Linked DNA regions of Neogale vison: region 1 is linked to region 2. Evidence: chromatin contacts called from public Hi-C data. All regions are on one chromosome and are shown on one strand. Each heading gives the region's core, a stretch centred on a gene start, on an enhancer-like site or on the middle of the called end of the contact. The rest is flanking DNA. Distances are from core to core; before and after follow the strand shown. Region 1 has its middle 170 kb from the start of JUN. Region 2 holds the start of JUN (transcription factor AP-1).

Region 1 (5,493 bases), core at 2,431-4,930, 170 kb after region 2:
AGGAAAGGAAAAACAAAACAAAAACATAAACCCAAACCCAGTAGGCTGCTTGCCAGCCATCCGAAACATGGTTCAGGCCAAAGCCGATGTCGGCCAAGAGGGAAATTACAGGCCTGAAATGAGAGACAAGTCTGCAGAAACCTCCTAGGGTTGTGTTTGGCGTATGTTTGTTTGCCCGCATGTGTGTTTGTGTGGATCTGTTTTTTGAAACGTGTGTCTCTTTTTTATTTATGTATTTAGCCCTGAAATGCTTTTAAAAAGCAAAAAACAAAGAAACAGTGTAGGAACCGTACTTTAAACTCCTTTCCTGCTGGATGATATTTGGGGTAATTCCATTTAATTTAGCTAACACCAGCTGGTATTTACTGACACATGCCAGGCACTGCGCAAGTCACTGGGGATCTAAGGATTCAGAGGGGCTGCCCTGTCCTGACGGAGCTCAGTGTCTGTCCTAAGAAAAGAGACGTAGGTGCAAAGGAGGATCCCAGGGTAACCCCAGGGGCAGGATCATTTCAGCTGGGTGTAGCTGGGACCTGAAGGACGGGATGTCTCAGTTCTTGGCAGAGAGGGGGCCAACAAGGGTCCTCCCAGGCAGACAGGAGAGGGCCTTTGAATGTAAAGGGAAGAGAGCTCATGGGGCCGGGGGGTTGGAGGAAATCTCATCTGAAGTCAGAGACCTGTGACTTGCCCCAGGTCCCCCAGCTGGGAAGCAGCAGCCTGAGGATTTGAACGCAGATCCCTCTGGTTGCTTCCCACCTCAGCCAAAACTCCTGAACACGAAAGCCCTATGATTTGGAAGGAAGACGTATCTAGTGTCTTTCAGCCCTTCCCATCCCTAAGGACCAGTTGAGTTGAGTCTTACATCCCCAGTAAGGCTACTTGAATACCTTAATTGATTTTATACCTTAGAGTAAGTTAATAGTATGATACAACTGAGTTCTTAGAAAATATATGCCTTGATATTGCTAGATACCATTTGATAACACTATGCATTTCTCTTCAACAAGACAAACAGACATACTCACTAATTTGTTTGTTATAAAATAATGATCTGCGATCAACAAAGGAGACAAGAGCAATGAAACTATCTTTGAAGGCAGAAATGACTTTAATTCCTTTTTATTTCCCATGAAGAACTCAAGAAATACTTGCAGAGCTGGGCTGGCTTGGCTGTACTTCTTTGTGGAGTGTGTTAGTCAGATCTTGCCACAGTACTGCTTGGTAACAAACCATCTAATGCTCAGTCACAACCACAAGGATTTTTTTTTTCTCACTTACGAGTTTGAGGGTTGACTGGCTTGGGTTTGGTGCAGCTTCGGAAAGTAGCCTGTGGTTGCTCTTCTCATGGTAATTGAGCAAGTGAGCAGAGGAGAACATGAAACAGATAATGCCTCTTGAGGTGTTCAGCCAGAACTGCCATGCTGTCCTTTTCAGGCATATTCCTTTGCCCATGACAAGTCAGATGGCCAAGCCCAGTATCACTGGGCAAGGCAATGTATCTGCCCACCCTAGTGGGAGACCCTACAAAGTCAATGGCAAAGGGTATAATTCAAACATAAGGAGAGCCTGAGGATTTGGAGAAAGGTGCTGGGCTTCATAGGTGGACTTAATTCTTTTCTTTTTTAAGATTTTATTTATTTATTTTTGTGTGTGAGAGAGAGCCCAAGCAGGAGGGAGGGGGCAGAGGGAGTAGCAGACTCCCCATGGAGCAGGGAGCCTGATGCAGAACTTGATCTCTGGACCCTGGGATGATGATCTTAGTTAAAGACCTGAGTTAAAGGCAGACGTGTAACTGAATGAGCCACCCAGGTGCACCAGAGGTAGACTTAATTTCAAATTTAAGTTACCATTTATCTGCTTTGGAGACTAGGGAAATCACTTAACCCCTCTGACTTTCTTTCCTTCTCATACTGAGTGCTTATAATATGCCAAGCACCAAGCTTAGCATTTTAGGAACACTGATGTACCTAAGGTAGGTAAGGTAAGTTTCCGATGAACTTCACCCAAGGAACAGCCAGCTGATGTGACTGACAACCAACAGCCAAGTTTCAAAGTTCATTGTTGGTTAAAAAAAGTAAGGGTTATTATTAGCAGCGATGGGGAGGGCAACCACACTTCCCAGTCACATGTCTTCAAGAGAAAGGAACTGGAAGCCAAGCCTGGATGGTGTTGGTGGTGCAACAGGTTTCATGTGGAGACAAATTTCGTAATTGCCATGGCTGTCAGGTGATGCCGAGACCTCTGCTCCCCAGATTATCTTTCCATTCGGCGGCCAGGTGCTCTGACATCACTAGGGAAGGACCGCTGGCAGCTTTGTGCAAGATTTGATTTATGCATCAGGAAAGATACTAGCAAGAGTAAATCTTGGATCAGACAGACATGATTTGAATCAAGACTGAGCCTCAGCCTGGCGGGGTGGCCTTGCCCCCAGTAATGCTGTTCCCTCTGCCTCAGTACTCCACCTGCTCAGGGCCAGCTTTCTGGCTCCATGTCCCTTCATCCCAGAGGCCTTTCCTGATGCTCTCTAGCCCTCTTCCCCTCAACACGCTGGACATGCCCAAACCCTGAACCTGGGTTTCCTAATTGTTTGCTTGATTCATCTCTGCCACTAGAATAACTACTCTGGGAATGCAGGCCCTGGCTCTTGTTTCCCGTTAAAATCCTACTTTCCACCATTGTGCCTACATTCCATCATTGTAGCAGGCCTTCTGTGAACATTCCTTTATCGAATGAATTCAACGATAAACCACTAAAAGCAGGCAGTTGCTTCATAATCATCATGTAGTGGGTTCACTATTATCTGTGCTGTGAAAGCCATGTGACTCTAAGTCTTGTAACTCAAAGTATGGGCCCCCGCTTGGACCAGCCTGCTCTGAAAACTTGTAAGAAAAGCAGCATCTCAGCACCAGCCCCCTCTCCTGACCTACTGAGTCAGAAGCTGCATTGTAACTAGATCTCAGATGATTCATAAACATACCAAATTTTGAGAAGCACCACTGTCTATACCTTTGTGACTTAGAAATAAAATCTGACTGCACAGTCTTGCCTTGATATACTTGAAGACCACCACAGCCTCCAAGGCCAGTTGCACTGATAGGAGCAGCTGATAGTTTGAAGTGCACAGAACTTTGTTATGCTGAGTGTTTCACAGATGGGGAGGCTGAGGCCCAGAGAAGCTAAGTGATGCCCCACTGCCCTACGGCTAGTGAGCAGCAGAGCCTGATGCTTTGTCTTCCAGTCCAGGTTCAAGTTTAGAGCAGAGGAACTCTGGATGAGTTGCCAGCTGCCTTGACTGCAGGGTCACATCTCATACTGCCCTAATAAGTGGCAGAAGTGGGGTCCAAACCCAGTTTGGCTCATTCCCAAGTTCTGAGATGCCTGCTTCCCCTAGACCAGCTCCAATGCCCTCTTCCTGGAAATGGAGGAGGCAACTTGCCCCAGGACACACAGAGAATTAGAGGTGGTGCTACACATACAGTGTCTTTCCGGAGACCACACCACCCATCTTCTCTCACCATCGCCATGGGAAGGGGCTTCCAGAGAAGGGCCCCAGGGTTGACCGCTGATCCCCAGGAGACCCGGCCTTCCCGTGAAGCTGAGTGAGCCACTTTGTGGGAGGCTTCTGGCCCCACTTACAAGCACCATTTCTGTGTTTAGTCTGGTCTGCCTCCAGGGGCGAGATGATGAAACAGAGAATCGCCTTGGACAGCGGCTGTCACTTGCATGCCAGTCTGTGCCTCTGTTTTCCTTTTGCATCAGCGGGAGGAGGGGGGTCTTCATAACTGGGCTGAAACTCACGAGATAGACATTGAAGGGAAGGAGTCTACAACTCAAGCTGCAGAAAAGGAAGGGTCAAGAGGACAGGATGGCTTCTGCAGAAAGCCAGGTGAAGTTCCTGCATTCTTAAATGACAGGATTTAGGAATAACAGTCTTAGGAAGATTCTTAGAAAGCCTTAAGCAATTGCAGTGAATAGCTAGGTTGGGCCTGGGTTCCAGTCTTGTTCTTGGCCTCTTTCGACTGCACAATAATTCACCTGCCATGTAGCAGTAATGACACTCAGGATTGTTGTGATCTTAAAATTGAAATAGTGTGTGTCCTACGCCTCCAGAGAAGACAGTCAGTAAATGAAGAACAGGCTGTATGTGTGTGTGTGCAGGTATATGTCCCCTTACCTCCTCATTATCTTTTTTTTCTTTTTTTAGAGGGGTATATGGGAAGGGGCAGAAAGAGAGGGAGGGAGAGAATCCTGAGTAGGCTCCCCATTCAGTACAGAACTGGATTGGGGCCAAATCTTACAACCCTGAGATCATGACCTGAGCAGAAATCAAGAGTCAGAGCTTTACCAACTGAACCACCCAGGTGCCCCCGTTTGTTTTTTGTTTTTGTTTTTGTTTTTTTTTTTTTACCTCATTTTGCAGACTGGGGACTAGAGCCAGGGACAGAAGTCATGATGTACACCACATGGAAGTTAACGACAGAGCCCAGAGATGAACACTTGTCTCCAGCATCCCAGGCCAGTGTTCTTTATCTTACATTATAATAATGAGGATGAAACTGGTTAACCAGATTCCTAACTTTTGCACCATGGAAACATAAAAAATGGCTTTCAGAGAGTATATGGAGAATCCACCAAATAAAATTGTTCTTCAAGCATCCCATCATCTAAAAAGACCATTTCTGTATGATCAGGGCAGTGGACACGTGGTCAGACTTAATCATTTTCACTCAGGGGACAGCTAGACTCAGCGATGTCTTTGTGCCCACGTCCACTCCTGAGACAAGAGTCTTGACAGGGTATGATCCAAGAGAAAGTCACGGGCGGAATACCAGCACAGTGGTATGGGCCCTGGAGACAGCTGGGGCCAGCTTTATCTATGACATAAGGACCGTGAATGTGCCTCATAAACCACAATAACTTCAATAATTCTGTCCTTGCTATAAAGGAATATTCCAGAAATGACTTTATCCCTCACTGGTCTCTGAGACCACATTAGAGGCTGAATCTTCTACAAACACATTGATAATTTATATCATGTCATGATATAATAATCTAATTTGTTTAGCATGTCACTAAATCTATAGTTTGAGGAAATCAACACTCATAATTAAGATTCAGGGGTAGGCCCATAAAATCCTTCATTGCTTTCTGAACCGTCAAGGCAAGGCCCAAGTATGGCTCCTGTCAGCTCACTGACTTTTAGGTGTTTGTTCAGAGGACACCTTCTCAGTGTGGCCTTCCCTGGCCACTGTAACTAAAATTGCAAACCTACCACCAACATACGCTATCCCCATTCCCTTTCGTCGTCACACTTGATATCAGATAACATCATACTTTGTTACTGGCTATGTACCCCCATTATTTATTCAGCAATACTCATCTGCTCTAAAAGCTTTGCAAATAGCAGCCAATTCAGTCTTCATGAAAACTATAAAAGGAGATATTACTATTTGCCCCTCAGTACAGATGAGGAGATGGAGTTGCAGAGAAGTG
Region 2 (5,605 bases), core at 2,903-5,402:
GGTTGCTGACATCGGCAAATTCACTGTTTGGCAAACTCTGCTCTACTCCCAGTAACCCTTTGTTAAAGAAGTGTTATTACAACGGAGTGGATCTGATAGCTAACAAGTCTGTCCAATCTCTTGCACTCTGAGATACACTCGGAAGGAGCAACTCTGTCTTTGGATTTACAGCCACAGGCAGGATATTAGCACTCTCAGACCTGTTGGGTACTAGAGCACTGCTAATGAGCAAACAGCCCTGCCTCAATTAGTGGTTTGTGAAATATTCCTGGATATCAAATTGCTTTTGCTGCTTGATAATCACACCGGCTCTTGGGATGAAAAGCAACCAAGCAAAAATTGTTCCCTTGTTGCATACTGCCTTGTTGATCTCCCAAGTTGTATCTGTAGACAGAATTTAAGTTTGCCATTTCCCCAGAGCTAAGGTTTGACTTACGTAGGTAATCACTGTGTTGGTGTTCATGGTTTCTCTTACGAATCTTTTTGGGTATATAGATTACCATCTTTTAAGGCTATTTCTGTAATAAGGACTTAAATAAGGCTGAATATTTTAGAAACAAATTAAGAAATCAACTGTAGAAAAATCCCAAATGGTAAACTGCTATTGTAGTAACTTGTCTAAGTATAGGTGTTTGTTTCAGAGAGAGAGAAAGAGAGAGAGAGAGAGAGAGAGAGAGAGAGGCAGTGGAGGAGAAAGAGTATTTATGAAACTGGGAGAATGTCTCATCCCGATTGCAAATCGTGTGGACTCTTCCTAAATTCTTAGCTTCTTAATTGCCCAGTAACTTCAGATGGCAGTAACGTTAACCCCAGCAACTGAAAAGAAAAGCTTCAGTGTAGAGCTTGGGAAGAGAAAAGTAGTAAAGGGAAAGGAATTCAAGATCTGTTATTGGTATTTGAATACGTTTATTGTGACAAGAATGCTGTTATAAATATTCATAAGCAAAGACCATCTTTTTTATTGAGGGATTGTTAAAGATTCCAAATTGGAAGGATACATCTTCTGTGAAAATCTGCCACTGTTCCTGATTTGAGAGTAAGCAACTACTCTTCAGTTTCTGCTAACATCACAAATGGTCACAGCACATGCCACTTCGTATAATCCAGATTTTAAAATGGACTTCCCAGGGGACTGCCTGTCCCTCTTCACCACAACCTCCCTTCCCTCAGTCTTCAGGAGGACCACACTATCCTCTGTAAGCAACCCTACAGATTGCTGGGGGAGGGAAGAGGGTAAGTTGACAAGGGCATCAGCTACAGTTATCTCAAATCCAGCAGAGAAGTTTTCACTGCTTGAGAGTAAGAAGCACTGAGAGTGAGGTTAGTTGACTCCCCACTCTTTCAACTTCACCTAGATAGGTAATCCATAGATGATGCAGAAAAGAGGTTGTGGGAGGGGTACTTTTCCAATATTTTATTGCATTTTCTTAAATATCCTTTCTGGAATTTTCAGGAACAAAACATAAAAAAATTATATACTTTATTACAAATGGTAAACTCAGAGTGCTCCAAATCTCTTATTTACAAACAACACTGGGCAGGATACCCAAACAAACAAACATGAAATAACTTACAAAGGCATGAAGCTGTTTATTGACAGTAATCAGCTTTCATCAAATTAAAAAATATATATATGTACATACACAGTTAAGGAAGGCAGGCCAGAAAGAGTTCATCTGCAGGCTCAGCCTCGCTCTCACAAACCTCCCTCCCGCCTCCCCTCCCCCAACCCCCGCCCCCCTTTGTGTTCTTAAGGAGTACTACAGAAGCAATCTACAGTCTCTATTGCAGTTTGGAACCCCCCCCCTCCCCCCCCTTTAATACTGAATGAGATCGAATGTTAGGTCCATGCAGTTCTTGGTCAATGTTAAAGAAAAGTCTAACGTTCTGTTCCTGCGGGGACAGCCCGTCCGCAAAGCGGGGCAGCCCGCAGGCAGCCGCTCCCTGGCCCCATGCCAAGGGAGGGCGCGCCAAGTCCTTCCCACTCGTGCACACTGGGGGCGCCGTCAGGACGCCGCCCAGTCCAACTTGGATACCCTTGGCTTTAGTCCTTGGACACTTCTTTTCTCTCTCTCTCTCGCTCTCTCAACTTGTCAAGTTCTCAAGTCTGTCTCTCTGTGTAATTTTTTTTTTCTCTGTTGTCCCTCAGCCCCCGACAGTCTCTCTTCAAAACGTTTGCAACTGCTGCGTTAGCATGAGTTGGCACCCACTGTTAACGTGGTTCATGACTTTCTGTTTAAGCTGTGCCACCTGTTCCCTGAGCATGTTGGCCGTGGACGCCAGCTCCGAGTTCTGCGCTTTCAAGGTTTTCACTTTTTCCTCCAGCCGGGCGATCCTCTCCAGCTTCCTTTTCCGGCACTTGGAGGCAGCTATGCGGTTCCTCATGCGCTTCCTCTCTGCCTTGATCCTCTCCTGCGACTCCATGTCGATGGGGGACAGGGGCGGCGTTTCCCCGGGCATCTCGGGCACCGTCTGCGGCTCCTCCTTCAAGGCCTGCAGCCGCGGGTGCTGCACGGGGAGCTGCTGGGGCAGGTGGTGCGGCGGCTGCGGGGGCTGCTGCTGCTGCTGGGGCTGCGCGGGAAAGGCCAGGCCGGCAGCGCCGTAGGAGGGCGCCCCGCCGCCGCTGCTCAGCGCGCCGGGGTTGAAGTTGCTGAGGTTGGCGTAGACCGGCGGCTCGCTGTGCAGGCTGGCACTGAAGCCGCCGCTGCCGCTGCCACCCGCCGCCGAAGCCACTGCCGGAGCCACCATGCCCGCCCCGCTGACCGGCTGCGCCGCCGACGTGACGCTGGGCAGCGTGTTCTGGCTGTGCAGTTCGGCCAGGGCGCGCACGAAACCCTCGGCGAAGCCCTCCTGCTCGTCTGTCACGTTTTTAGGGCACAAGAACTGCGTGGGGGTCGGCGTGGTGGTGATGTGCCCGTTGCTGGACTGGATTATCAGGCGCTCCAGCTCGGGCGAGGCCAGCTTGAGCAGCCCCACGTCGGGTGAGGTGAGGAGGTCCGAGTTCTTGGCCCGGAGGTGCGGCTTCAGGCTGCCCACCGGGTCGGCCAGGTTCAGGGTCATACTCTGTTTCAGGATCTTGGGGTTACTGTAGCCGTAGGCGCCGCTCTCAGACTGGAGGAACGAGGCATTCAGGGCATCGTCGTAGAAGGTCGTTTCCATCTTTGCAGTCATAGAACAGTCCGTCACTTCACGTGGGGTTAGTTTGGGCTGCGCGCAGAAGTTTCGGGGCCGCAACAGCGCGCTGGCGAGCGGGGGGCACCCGCGCCTCCCCGGGCCCTGGGCAAGGAAAGTTTCTCGAGAGGCGCGCGCACCCGCCGGCTGTCCTCCCCCCTGCGCCCTGCTCACCAGCTCGCTCCCCAGGCGCTCAGAGGTCAGGTGCCGCCCGCACTCTTGTCAGCTCGCGCGCGCAGCCCGGCTTTGAAAAGTCGCGGTCACTCACGAAGCGCTCTCGGGCGCAGCGGTTCCTGGGAGCCGGCGGACGAATGCGCTTCCCGGCGACAGCGGCCTTCCCGGCGGCAGCAGTCAGCGCCGATCCCGCTGTGGCCGGCCGGCGGCGGCTCTCCGCCGCCCCAACGCCGACGACTGTCCCCTCCTCCGCTGCGAGGGGGAGGCGGCGCCTGGCAGCCGCGGCTCGCGCTCGCCCAAGTTCAGCAACCGGTGCGAGAGAAGCTGAGCGCACGTCCCTCCTCGGTCTCCTCTCTCCGCCGCCTTCTCGTCTTCACCGCCGCCGCCACAGCTTCACGCGCAGCAAAGCTTTGCAAAAGTTCGCTCCGGGACCCGGGCCACTTGTCCCCTGTCCTCCTGGCCAGGAAAGTTCTTGGCCGCTGCAGCCGCTCTCCGGACTTCCCCGGACGGACTGCCGCCTCGCTCCGCGCTGTCAGCAGCTCCCGGGCAGCGGGGCTCTTCTCCTGGGGGCGGCTGGAGAAGGGGCTCTCCGGACGCTCCCCAAAACACCAGCCCCGGAGCCACAGGCGCTAGCTCTGGGCAGTTGGTGAGAAAGCAGAAAAGAAAACCGGATTTGCAGCTCGGACACCACTGCCGCCTTGCCTGCCTGTGTCTGCCTGTCTCCCTGAGTCCGCGAACCTCCACTCCCGCCTTGGTGGTTCAGCCACACTCCGTGCAACTCTGAGCCCTTATCCAGCCCGAGCTCAACACTTATCTGCTACCAGTCAACCCCTAAAAATAGCCCATGATGTCACCCCAAGGCCTTCCCATTGGCTCGCGTCGCTCTCAAGGGGGCGGGCCCGCCCGTCGCCATGGAGACCCCACCCTAGAAGATTCTTCTCTAGACCCGCGGAGGCTCACGGGATGAGGTAATGCTCCGCTGCCCTCCTACAGTTGGGCCCTTCTTTCTCCTCCTCTCCCCCTCCCCCTCCCGCGCGATTCGCGCCGGGCTCTTTCCCCTCCCCTCCCCGGCGCGTCTTTCCCGGCCCGCCCGGTGCATTGTGGGCTGACGTCTTGGGGTTTGACTGTCTAGTGACGGTGGCTACAGCGAGTCGGGTGGACGCGGGCTCTCGCAGCCTCCGACCGAGGCGGGCTCAAGTTCAGGGCTTGGGCGGGAATGCAGGGGACTCAGGCACCCGGAAGGCTCGGAAACCGAGCCAGGTGTCTGGGGCTGAGAGCGCTGGGTGTGGGGTATTTCCCCGCTTGGGGTGCTCGCTATTATCCACCGGCACTTCGCCGCCTTGCGGGGCAGGAGGCTGTTCGCTCGGGTGTGTGCCCTCCCCGCACTTCCGGGGGGCGGGAGCACCGCCCTTAAGGTGGCTCTGTTAAGTCCCCTGTGGGGGCGAGTGAAAGTGGGCTTAAGTTTAGGGGCGGTCTCGGGAGAGCGGGCCCCCCACGTTGAGAACGCTGCAAAGTTTGTCTCCTGGTCAAGTTCACGAGCGATCGTCCGCGCTGCTGTTTGGCTGAGCCCAGAAGCCAAGTGATTTGCATTGCTCGAAACTCGGTGCTCAGCGAAGTCTGCGTTGCACCCCCACTGCACCCTCCAGACCATGGGAGAAAGGGTGCGCGGGCTCAGTTTTGCCTTGATGGGGAAGTTTTTCTATAGGGGGTAGAATTAGGGGGCAACTCAGCTTCCAGTTGTGAATGCGCGTTTAGGGAATCCGAAACTTGGGGAACCCCGGTGATCGTCTGCTACCCGCCCCCGCACAACATGCAACCATAGTTCACAAACACACGCGCGGGCGCGCGCGCGCGCACACACACACACACACACACACACACCCCACACACACACACACACACACACGCCACACACCTCCCGTCCTGATTTGTTTACAGGAAAACAAGTCCGAGAGCGTCAGATAACTCAGGAAAAAGTCACGCAGCGAGTCAGGGGTAGTGACCAGGATTTAAGATCTCTCCGCTCCGGGCCAGGTGGTGGGCCCATATCCTGGGTAGCCTCTAGGAAGCGCTAGACACATATAAGTGGTTCCTTTTTCTGCGGTTATTTTCTCCTCCTCCTACCCCACAGCCCTTAGGGAGAAAAGTGTATGGCGGAAGGAATATCCAAATTGGGGATCGTGGGTTCTCGCGTGCCCAGCGCTGCCACGGTGTGAAGTGACCTAATTGCCGAACTTCTCTTGAATTCGTTCAGGTCTGC

Evidence for each region. A called contact is a pair of places that touch in the nucleus more often than the background predicts.
Region 1: a contact with region 2 is called in a Hi-C map of muscle, with 6 times the contacts expected there. The contact joins the enhancer-like site here to the promoter of JUN in region 2. A contact is called at or near these places in 2 of 3 Hi-C or Micro-C datasets (fibroblasts and muscle).

What each region holds. Positions count from the first base shown.
Region 1 is chr2:48,118,966-48,124,458 of ASM_NN_V1, forward strand. No RefSeq gene overlaps it. Among named protein-coding and RNA genes, the nearest start is that of JUN, 170 kb to the left of the region's middle. Within about 2 kb of position 3,681, the one cell type or tissue checked has open chromatin away from gene starts, as enhancers often do. A contact at or near this core is called in fibroblasts, where this site is marked.
Region 2 is chr2:47,948,759-47,954,363 of ASM_NN_V1, forward strand. JUN (transcription factor AP-1) reads right to left here and starts at 4,153. Exons shown (of 1, transcript XM_044238339.1): 1 at 1,464-4,153. The coding sequence starts at 3,171. The coding sequence ends at 2,167. It overlaps LOC122900026 (a long non-coding RNA gene), which reads left to right and starts at 4,982. Exons shown (of 3, transcript XR_006383162.1): 1 at 4,982-5,006; 2 at 5,600-5,605.